2 separate regions of the Gossypium arboreum genome follow, and region 1 is linked to region 2. A link is a contact called in public Hi-C data. All regions are on one chromosome and are shown on one strand. The core of a region is the stretch at or near the end of the contact, and the rest is flanking DNA. Distances in the headings are between cores, read along the strand shown. Region 1 holds the start of LOC108486658 (probable polygalacturonase). Region 2 holds the start of LOC108486196 (oligouridylate-binding protein 1-like).

What was found. A called contact is a pair of places that touch in the nucleus more often than the background predicts.
Region 1: a contact with region 2 is called in a Hi-C map of leaf, with 4 times the contacts expected there. The contact joins the promoter of LOC108486658 here to the promoter of LOC108486196 in region 2. A contact is called at or near these places in 2 of 5 Hi-C or Micro-C datasets (both in leaf).

What each region holds. Positions count from the first base shown.
Region 1 is chr6:121,137,272-121,141,773 of ASM2569848v2, forward strand. LOC108486658 (probable polygalacturonase) reads right to left here and starts at 2,205. Exons shown (of 5, transcript XM_017790825.2): 1 at 1,136-2,205; 2 at 735-855; 3 at 52-300. The coding sequence starts at 1,534.
Region 2 is chr6:120,903,896-120,908,137 of ASM2569848v2, forward strand. It overlaps LOC108486196 (oligouridylate-binding protein 1-like), which reads right to left and starts at 2,414. Exons shown (of 12, transcript XM_017790089.2): 1 at 2,054-2,414; 2 at 1,404-1,465; 3 at 1,115-1,217; 4 at 899-975; 5 at 760-821; 6 at 582-669; 7 at 349-424; 8 at 230-260; 9 at 19-138. The coding sequence starts at 2,137.

The DNA of each region.
Region 1 (4,502 bases), core at 955-3,454, 230 kb after region 2:
CAAAAATTTTCATAGACAAAAGTTCAAAATTTATAATCAGGGATTACTTACCAGGATCAATTCCATCAGTATTTGGAGCTCCAAATACAGGTGCTAAGATGGTTACATTCCTAACGCTTACATTCTTGCAATCATATGGATGAAAAGTCCAAAACGGAGAATCACGTAAGGTTATATTAGAGATTACAATGTCATTTGACCACATTATCTGCACAAGTGGACCCCTTGTGTGGTTGAGTAGCTTCTGACGATACTTCGTCCACCATGATTGACCCTGACCATTTATGGAACCATTGTGCCCTGTTGATTTGTAAAGATAAATGGTAAAATCGGACTCGACCAGCATTGAAAGATCCATATAGAACAAAGACCACAATGTTGATTTGTAATGAAAAAATGATAAATCAGACTCAAATCTAGCAGCCAATCGAATTTCCCTATTAATTATCATTGTTGGAAGTGCTTATTCATCCAAAACCTTGAAAAGGCCGTTTCTTTCCACTTTTCTCCATCCGAAAAAAAAGTAGTAGCAACTACTTTGAATAAGCAGTAAGCCAGGGTATAAAGGGTGCAGAAAACAGGTTCAGACCAGTCTAAAATTGTATTTTTGAGACATCGACAAGTAGGTGCTATGACATAGAATAGGTAAATTGGCTGGCTCTATCAGGTGAGCAACCTTTTCATTCAAACAATTTAATGAGAAACCTATTAGGGGCAGGGGTGAAGAAGCTTACCAGTTATAACAACATCTTCGAGGTTTTGGCCGTGGATCAAACTTCCATACCGAGATCCACGATGCTCTCTTCCGTACCCGTATGATGGCAATGGAGGCATTAATGGCCATCGCTTCTCGTCCTGTATGATAGCGGGAAACAGCAAACAACAAGATCGAATCCACCAAAATCCAAAGTTTTAAACACAATAGCCGGATAACACAGAGAAATCAGGAATACCGTCATATTTGCATGGAAAGGATCAAAGTTGTCACTAAATATAGTCATGATGTGATTTTTTTCACACTAAATATTGGTCCCCTTTCATCACAAATCACAACCCATAAACGACTAAACATGTTAAATAACGAGGGAGAATATCATTTTTCATTGCCAAAATTCATGAAAATGGAAAAACCAACCTGGATTCCAAGAATCTCAGCATCCTCAGCAAGGAACAAAGTCATATGACTAGTAAGATTAAACGGCGCCGTAAGCCATTTTCCAGGCGGGACATTGAGCTGACCACCACCTCTCTTCCCAAGCTTCGAGATGGCCGAGATAGCCCTCTCAAACGCCGCCGTGTCATCCGTTACCCCATCGCCAACCCCGCCAAAATCCGTAATATTAAACTCGAAAGGCCGGGACCCGGACATAGACCGACCCGGCCCAGCTTTTCCGAACACAGAGAACCCAGCCCCAACTATATCCCGTTGCCATAGAAAAACAGAACCGAAAGCCGAGATCCAGAGAACAATAAACAGAGTTTTATGCGAAGAAAGGAATGCCGGAAATCCCCCAACCGGCAATGACTCAGCCATATTGGGTTTAGCGAATTTGGTTAAAAGAAACGATTTCTGGCCCTTTTAGTAAAAGGGGTGTTGTGCTTTGTTGGTGAGATGATGGAGATGAGTAGCCGCCAGATTTGGTCGATTGGAAATGGAGTACATTTCAATTCTAGGGGAGATCGCAATGGTCAATGGAGAACCAAGTCCATAGTTTCTAGCTTTGGGCAGGTCGACGTTCTTGAGTTGAATGAAACTAGATTTTTTTACTGCGGGTATCAAGTTGCCTGCGTGGTTTATTTGAAGGATGTAATTGGATTTCGGATTGTGTGAGGTTTCAGTCACGGCAGCGAGATGCAAAGTCACATCACCATCATCGTCCGGTAGTAGGTAAATAGTTGAAGAGTTGCAATCTGACCATTTTGAAAACAGTAGTTGAGATGTTGACGTCAAACACGAAAAACTCTTTCGTTATACGAAATTTTCCGGTTGTTGACCTGTGTCAACTAAAACCTGGATCTTTATTTATGTGCCCATCTCACACTGTTTGTTCGGCCTTCACACTTTACACCCATATTCCCCTTGGGCCATGATTTAATGGCCACTTTCTCGTTTCTTTTCCTTCATTTTACTCGCCTAAAAATAAGATTTTTGTAGTTCCGTCACTATTTTTAGTGAACGTTTTTATCGTAGTCAGACAGCAAGTTTGAATTTACCATTGGTTAGGAGGATTCTCCAATTGTTAAAGTGAGTTTGGTATTGGAGAATAAAGCATGGAGGAAAATAGAATTCCAGATTCGTTAACCAAAATAATTTCTGACAAGAAGAAAGATATATGGGTCTTTGAGAAGGTTCTGGGGGAACTCATACATCTCTTGGAATTCAACATGGATAGAAATGGTGTTTATTTGCATTAGTCTAATGTAATTGCTTGTTTATTTTGTCATTAAAAAAATTTTAATGGCCGTGCCACATCATATCTACATATTTTATTTTATCATTCAACTTTTAAATTATTTTCAGTTTCACCGCTCAAAAATATCATTTTTAAATATTGATCATGTAAAAATATTAAAAATTAAAATTTTAAATTTCAGAACATTCAAATCAATCTTATAGATTGTTGGAAAAATTTATCTTTTAATTGTGTCAATCAATTTGTTACTTTAAAATTGAAATTAATTAATTTAATCACCTTCTAAAATATAATATTTTATTTTATGTTTTTAAGTTATGCTTAATGAACTCAACTCAAACAAAACTCACAATTTTGTTGATTATATGATGTTGAATCTTTCACGTTAATTTAAAAGAAAAAAAATCCTTGCAATTAATTAAATTAGTTAATTTGATCTTCCATGCCAAACAAAACCTCGAATTTTTTCCATCACTTCTTTACCCATACCAAGAACAAGCGATCAATTTAATTAATTGAAAATAAATTCTTTTCTTTTAGCATAGCACGTGGGATTCAAGATCATATAATTAAAGGAACTTTAGATTTTTAAATATTATTAAATATGAGTTATTTTAGTTGATTTCATTAAGGATAATCTGAAACATAAAATAAAATTTAAAATTTTAGAAGAATATTAAATTAATTAATTTAATTAATTTCAATATTATAATAACAAATCGATTCATATTATCGAGGATAAAAATTTTAACAATTTATTTAATTGATTTTGATATTTTAAAATTTCAAGATTAAAAAAATTAAAATTTTCAATAATGAGATAAACAAGTACAATTTGACAATTTTAAATGCATTATTTTATTTTTTATCACTTTTTCACTTTACCCAAATCAAGACTTAAAAAAAAGATATTTTTGGGGTGATCAAAATGAAAGTGACCTGAAATTGGGTGATCAAAATGAAAGTGTAAACATGATATGCAGGGCAAGGGGAAGAGGCCAGGTAAGAGCTTGTGGAAAATTATTGTTTTAGTCCCCCAAAATTTATAAAATCATAAGTTAATATATGGAAAAATTATAATTTGGCCCCCAAAAGGCTAGAATTTCGATTTAGTCCTCTTGAAAACCATAAAGATATAAGCTAATACAAGCGTAAAATTATATTTTATTTCTCATAAAAAAATATAACTTAATCTTGCCCCCCTAAAAAAATTTATGGCTTCGCCCCTAATGATGTGGACATAATTTAGCATGTACAGTTTATCATCGTTAATGATTTAACGCTTGAGTGACTAAAATGAAAACCTTTTTTAATAGAGATGATGAAATTGAAGAACATTTTTTAAGGTGACCAAAATGAAAGTTCCCTAAAAGTTAGATGACCAACTAGGTTGTGGCACCCTACACCCAACTCGAACGATGGATCCAAATATGAGATGTCACATTCATTGTTGCAACAACTCAGACTATCATCCATCATTTTCCTTGAAATTAAACAAATAAGCATGGCATAATTCATAAATGTTATGTTGTGTACTTCTATGAGGCCAAATGGGCCCACATATAGTAACTAGGGGATCATATAAGGTTATACACGGAGTTTGAATAAGAATCCTAACTTGAATTGTTAAAATAAAGGGTTGTGTCTCAAGGCAGTGAAGCCGTGTGCCGATACATACCTCCCTTATTGTTAATCTTTTACTTCAAACTATAATGTCTCAAGATAATGACCCTTATTGTAAGGATCCAAAATTCAATGGTGTCGAAAAATATAGTTTCAGAACCCAATTTCCATAAACCGTGCCCTTAAATATAAAATAAAAATATATTGAGATTCGATTTAAGTAATTTAACTGAAAGAGTAGTTAATTAAGGCTCAGGGATTAAATTGTAAAAATTCAACCGCTATAGAATTTTAATTGAAAAAAGACTTAAGGATCTTGAACGTCAATTAGTCAAAGGTTCAAAATGGTAATTAAATCATTTGCTATTAGGAGATAGTGGACATCGATGATGTTGGCCATTTATGTTAATTAATAATGAGATTTACATAATTATGCTTAATTTATTTAATAAAATTTGATTAATT
Region 2 (4,242 bases), core at 1,164-3,663:
ACTGAAGGAAGGTCTTACCAGAGGTTCCATTTGTCGGCTCTACAACGCCTTTGGCATCCAAACCTGATTTGTCATCGTTGGAAGTGGCACCTTTTGCAGCACAGTTACAACGGATCTGTCTACTTCCAAGCCACTTCCCTACAATACGCCAAAACAGTATGATAGAAATTTGAAAAAGTCTTCTCAGAGTACAAAAGCCTGTATCTAATAAGAGCAATGTTTCACATACCATTTAAGTCATTAATTGCACTCTGGGCTTCCTGAAAAGAATAAAAAAAAAAAGAAAAGAATGATCGTGACATTATTAAAACACATTTGGAAAGAGGAGAAGAAGAGTGACCCAAGTACCTGCTGGTTCCTGAAAGAAACAAAACCAAAACCTCTCGAGCGGCCAGTTTTTTGATCCCACATAACCCTAGCATCCCTGCAACCACAAAAAATGAGGGGCATATTCGTCCTTCAGTGGACTGTCCTACTAGGTCAAGGTTGATAACCCCAAAATCCCTTTAAACCCACAATTTCAGCATTTCAAGATTGATAAGAGGTAATCTCAAGGTAAAATGGGGAGAATTAGCACTCACGAACAACTAGAGTACACAGAAAAGCATGCAAACAAAGTAGCATCTGTAACTTCAGGGCTGAGATCACCAACAAAAATGTTGTGATGACCTGAACGCCAAAGTGGAAATATCATTAGTTGTTGACGAAATACACAGATATGGTACAACTGGGTAGAACTCATGGTGCACATATACTAACCTGATGTATCCTCCCTCTGATTGCTAGCATATGCCCAATTAACTTTAATAGGTTGCCCAAATCTGCAAAGAATACCATATATTAAAAGTATAGGACAAGGGAAAAGGCCAAAACCATGTGGGTTCATCTTGTTACTTACAGATGCCTTCCATTTAGAGTAACAATAGCAAGGGCAGCTGATCTGCGATCAAAGTAGTCCACAAAACCATACGATGACTGCGTTAAAAGAAAATATAAGCCCATTCCATTAGCAATGATACAAGCACGAACCAAGAACCCCCAAAAATCCAATAACAAGTTGATGAAGCACGGATATCAAAAGAAAAATGGGAAAACAAGTGCATCAAAAGATGACCTTATCTTTTTTAATAAGTTTGCATCCTTCAATGGGACCAGTACTCAGAAAGACTTCTTGCAGAAGGGGTTCCGTGACGTGGGGGTGAATATTTCCCACGTATCTGCAATTTAAGATTAGGTAAATGATAAAAATAACAATGAAATGGGACATAAACAGAAAAATTAAGACTAAGACTCTTCACTAAATATACATGCAAAAGATATTATGAATTATGAGCATAGCTCAAATAAAAAGACTCAAAGACCAAATGTGAACTTTTTTAAACAGTGAACTAAGCAAAACTCACACGCTGCGGCAAGTAGCTGCATCAAAGCCAGGAGGAAGATTCCCACTCAAGATAGGTTCTATCTGCAAAACATAAATTAAAAAAATTTAAAGATACAAAAAAAAAAAAAAAGAAAAGAAGGATTTCTTCCCTGTGCTGGACTGGGACACTCTCGCAACGGTCAATATGACTAACACTAGAAACAAATGCCTAAAGGAGATACCTAAGCTTAAACTTAAAAGTAACAAAATACAAAACAAAAAAAGAAAAAAGGATCATATTTACATAATTAAGCTGCTACCTGCCCTTTTTTTTTTCCCGTTAAAACAGTCCCTAATTGTTGTCATCATGACCCACATCAGAAGACAAAGCTAATGAGCCATTTCTTACACAAAAATGATAACATTATCTCCCAAGAAAAGAACAATTTTTTTCAATCAAATTTTTGTCGTATAATTTCAACAGAAAACAGAAAATTCTCAGGCTAAAATCCCCAAAGATTTCACTGAGTAATACTAGCAAGCAAACAAATTGGCAGACGACATATATGAATTAAAACAAACCCAAGTCGAATAAGAAAGAAACAAACTTCATAATAGAAACTGAAACCCTCAATTTTGATATAAAAACAAAATTAATAGAGGGAGAAATACAGAGAAGTAAAAAAGAACCTGAGGACCACTCATGAGACTGGGATTGTGGTACAAAGCCTGTTGCATCAGAGCATGTTGCTGCTTTAGCCTTTGCTGCTGCATCTTCTTTCAGTTTAGTTAAAAATTTGAAGATTCTGAGAAAATCTATAGGGTTAGGATTTCTGGAGAAATCGAAAAAGAAGATGAGGATGAGGACAAAAACGGAAACTAAACCAAATTAAACCCAAAAAAGAAAAAAATTCAAAAAAATTCAAAAGAAAAAAAAAGAAAAAAAAGGGGTAAAATCCCTCGAAAGGGAACACTAGATTATTATGAGTTGAAACTGGAAAGGAAAAGATAAAATGAAGAGTGAGCAAAAAGACGAAGCTCCCATGATTTTATAGTACTTTTTTCTGTGTATAGAAAGGGTAAAATATCAAAACTATGTATAAATTTTGGTTAAATATGCAATTTTAGCCAGGAATTTTGATTTAGTGCAATTATACCCATAAAATTTGATTGTGATTTAAATCTATATACGAAGCTTTGATGTTGATTCAATTGTACACATCAATTTATTTTTATATTGAGTTAGTATTACTATTTGTGTATGCAACATTTTATCTTGCTAATGATAGTAATGGTTTGTAAAAATTAAATCAATATATAAATTTACACATGCAAAACATTAAACATTCAACCAAACTTCATATGTATTTTTTAGACTTTATCCCTGAATAAAATGCTAAAACTTTTATATGAGTTTATAAATAATATGCTCCAAGTTTATATTTTTTATATTTTAGATTTAGTCTTTCTATTTTTATTTCTTTAAATTTAGTCCTATTTTTCATATTTTAAAATTCAAATCCAATCCTTACTACCCTTAGAATCCTTCTATCAAATTTTTGTTGACGTAAGATTTTAAAATTAAAAAATACTCATTTAGTAATCATATAACAAAATTAATGTTATAATAAACTTAAATTTAGTAGAAAGTTTTATCTATGTCAATAATTGAACTTGTAATTTAAAATTTAAAATTAGAGGATTAATTTTTTAAAAATAGACTAAATTGTAAATGAGAAAAGAGTACAGGGATCTATATTTTAACCGTAAAAAAAATATCTGGGTTTCTTTTTGGTTATGATCGGATGTAATCGAGAGTACTAAAGACAGCACAGATATTTTTCCAAATGAGCAATTAGATGAGCAGAGAGATTTTGAGCAAATGTTTTCAGTTGGATGTGGTGGGGACCACATGAATCTGCCCGCCTAATCAGTATTGAGATTAAATTAGCGGTTTTAGACTTGGGAAAATTAATTTTTTTTTATATGTCCTCTTAAGAAAAAGTAAAAAAAAAAAAAAATCAATTAATTTTCACTATTAACTAATATAATTAATTAAGTTCTTTTGTTGATGGTCTTTACCTATGATCATGATAATACTTAAAATAATTTGACAAATTAATTAACGGTAACATGTGATAACTTTTGATTTAATCTAATATTTTTCATAAAAATTAAAAATTGATAAAAAATCATAAACATTATAAAATTAATGTTAGTAATTATTAAAATTTTATTAAAATATTAAAATTAATATAAACTTATTAAAATTATAAAATTAATAAAAATTATTTAAAATATTTAAATTTAAAACATATTAGAATTTTTAAAATAATAAAATGTAAAAATTATTTAAAAAATATTAAAATTGATATAAACTTATAAAATTATAAAAATTGAACTAGACCGGTTGGCCCTAGAAGTGAGCATGGGTTGGGCCACTCGACCCGGCCTGAAGGTCTGCCCGAAATGTGGAAGGTTTGAACAAAAATATAGGCCCGAAAAATGGGTTTGGACAAAAAAAATAAAGCCCGTTTAAAAAACAGGCCGGGCCTCAAGTAAGGTACTTTTTGCCAAGGCCCAGCACGACCCAGCCCAAATTCACTAAATGACAAAAAAAATCTAATTTTTAATATTATTTTCTTGTTATTTTCTCCCTATTTTGCTACCATTTTACTATTATGTTGCTACTATTTTTTAGTTATTGTTTGGATATTGTATAAAACTTATTTATTGTTAATTTTATTATTATTTTAAAGACATTTGTTAATTTTATTATTATTTTAGAGACATTTGCTTGTTAAGTTGCATCGATCTTAGTGTTATTTAAGTATACATATTTTTTAAAATTTATTTCCAATTTGTTGGAAAATATTTAT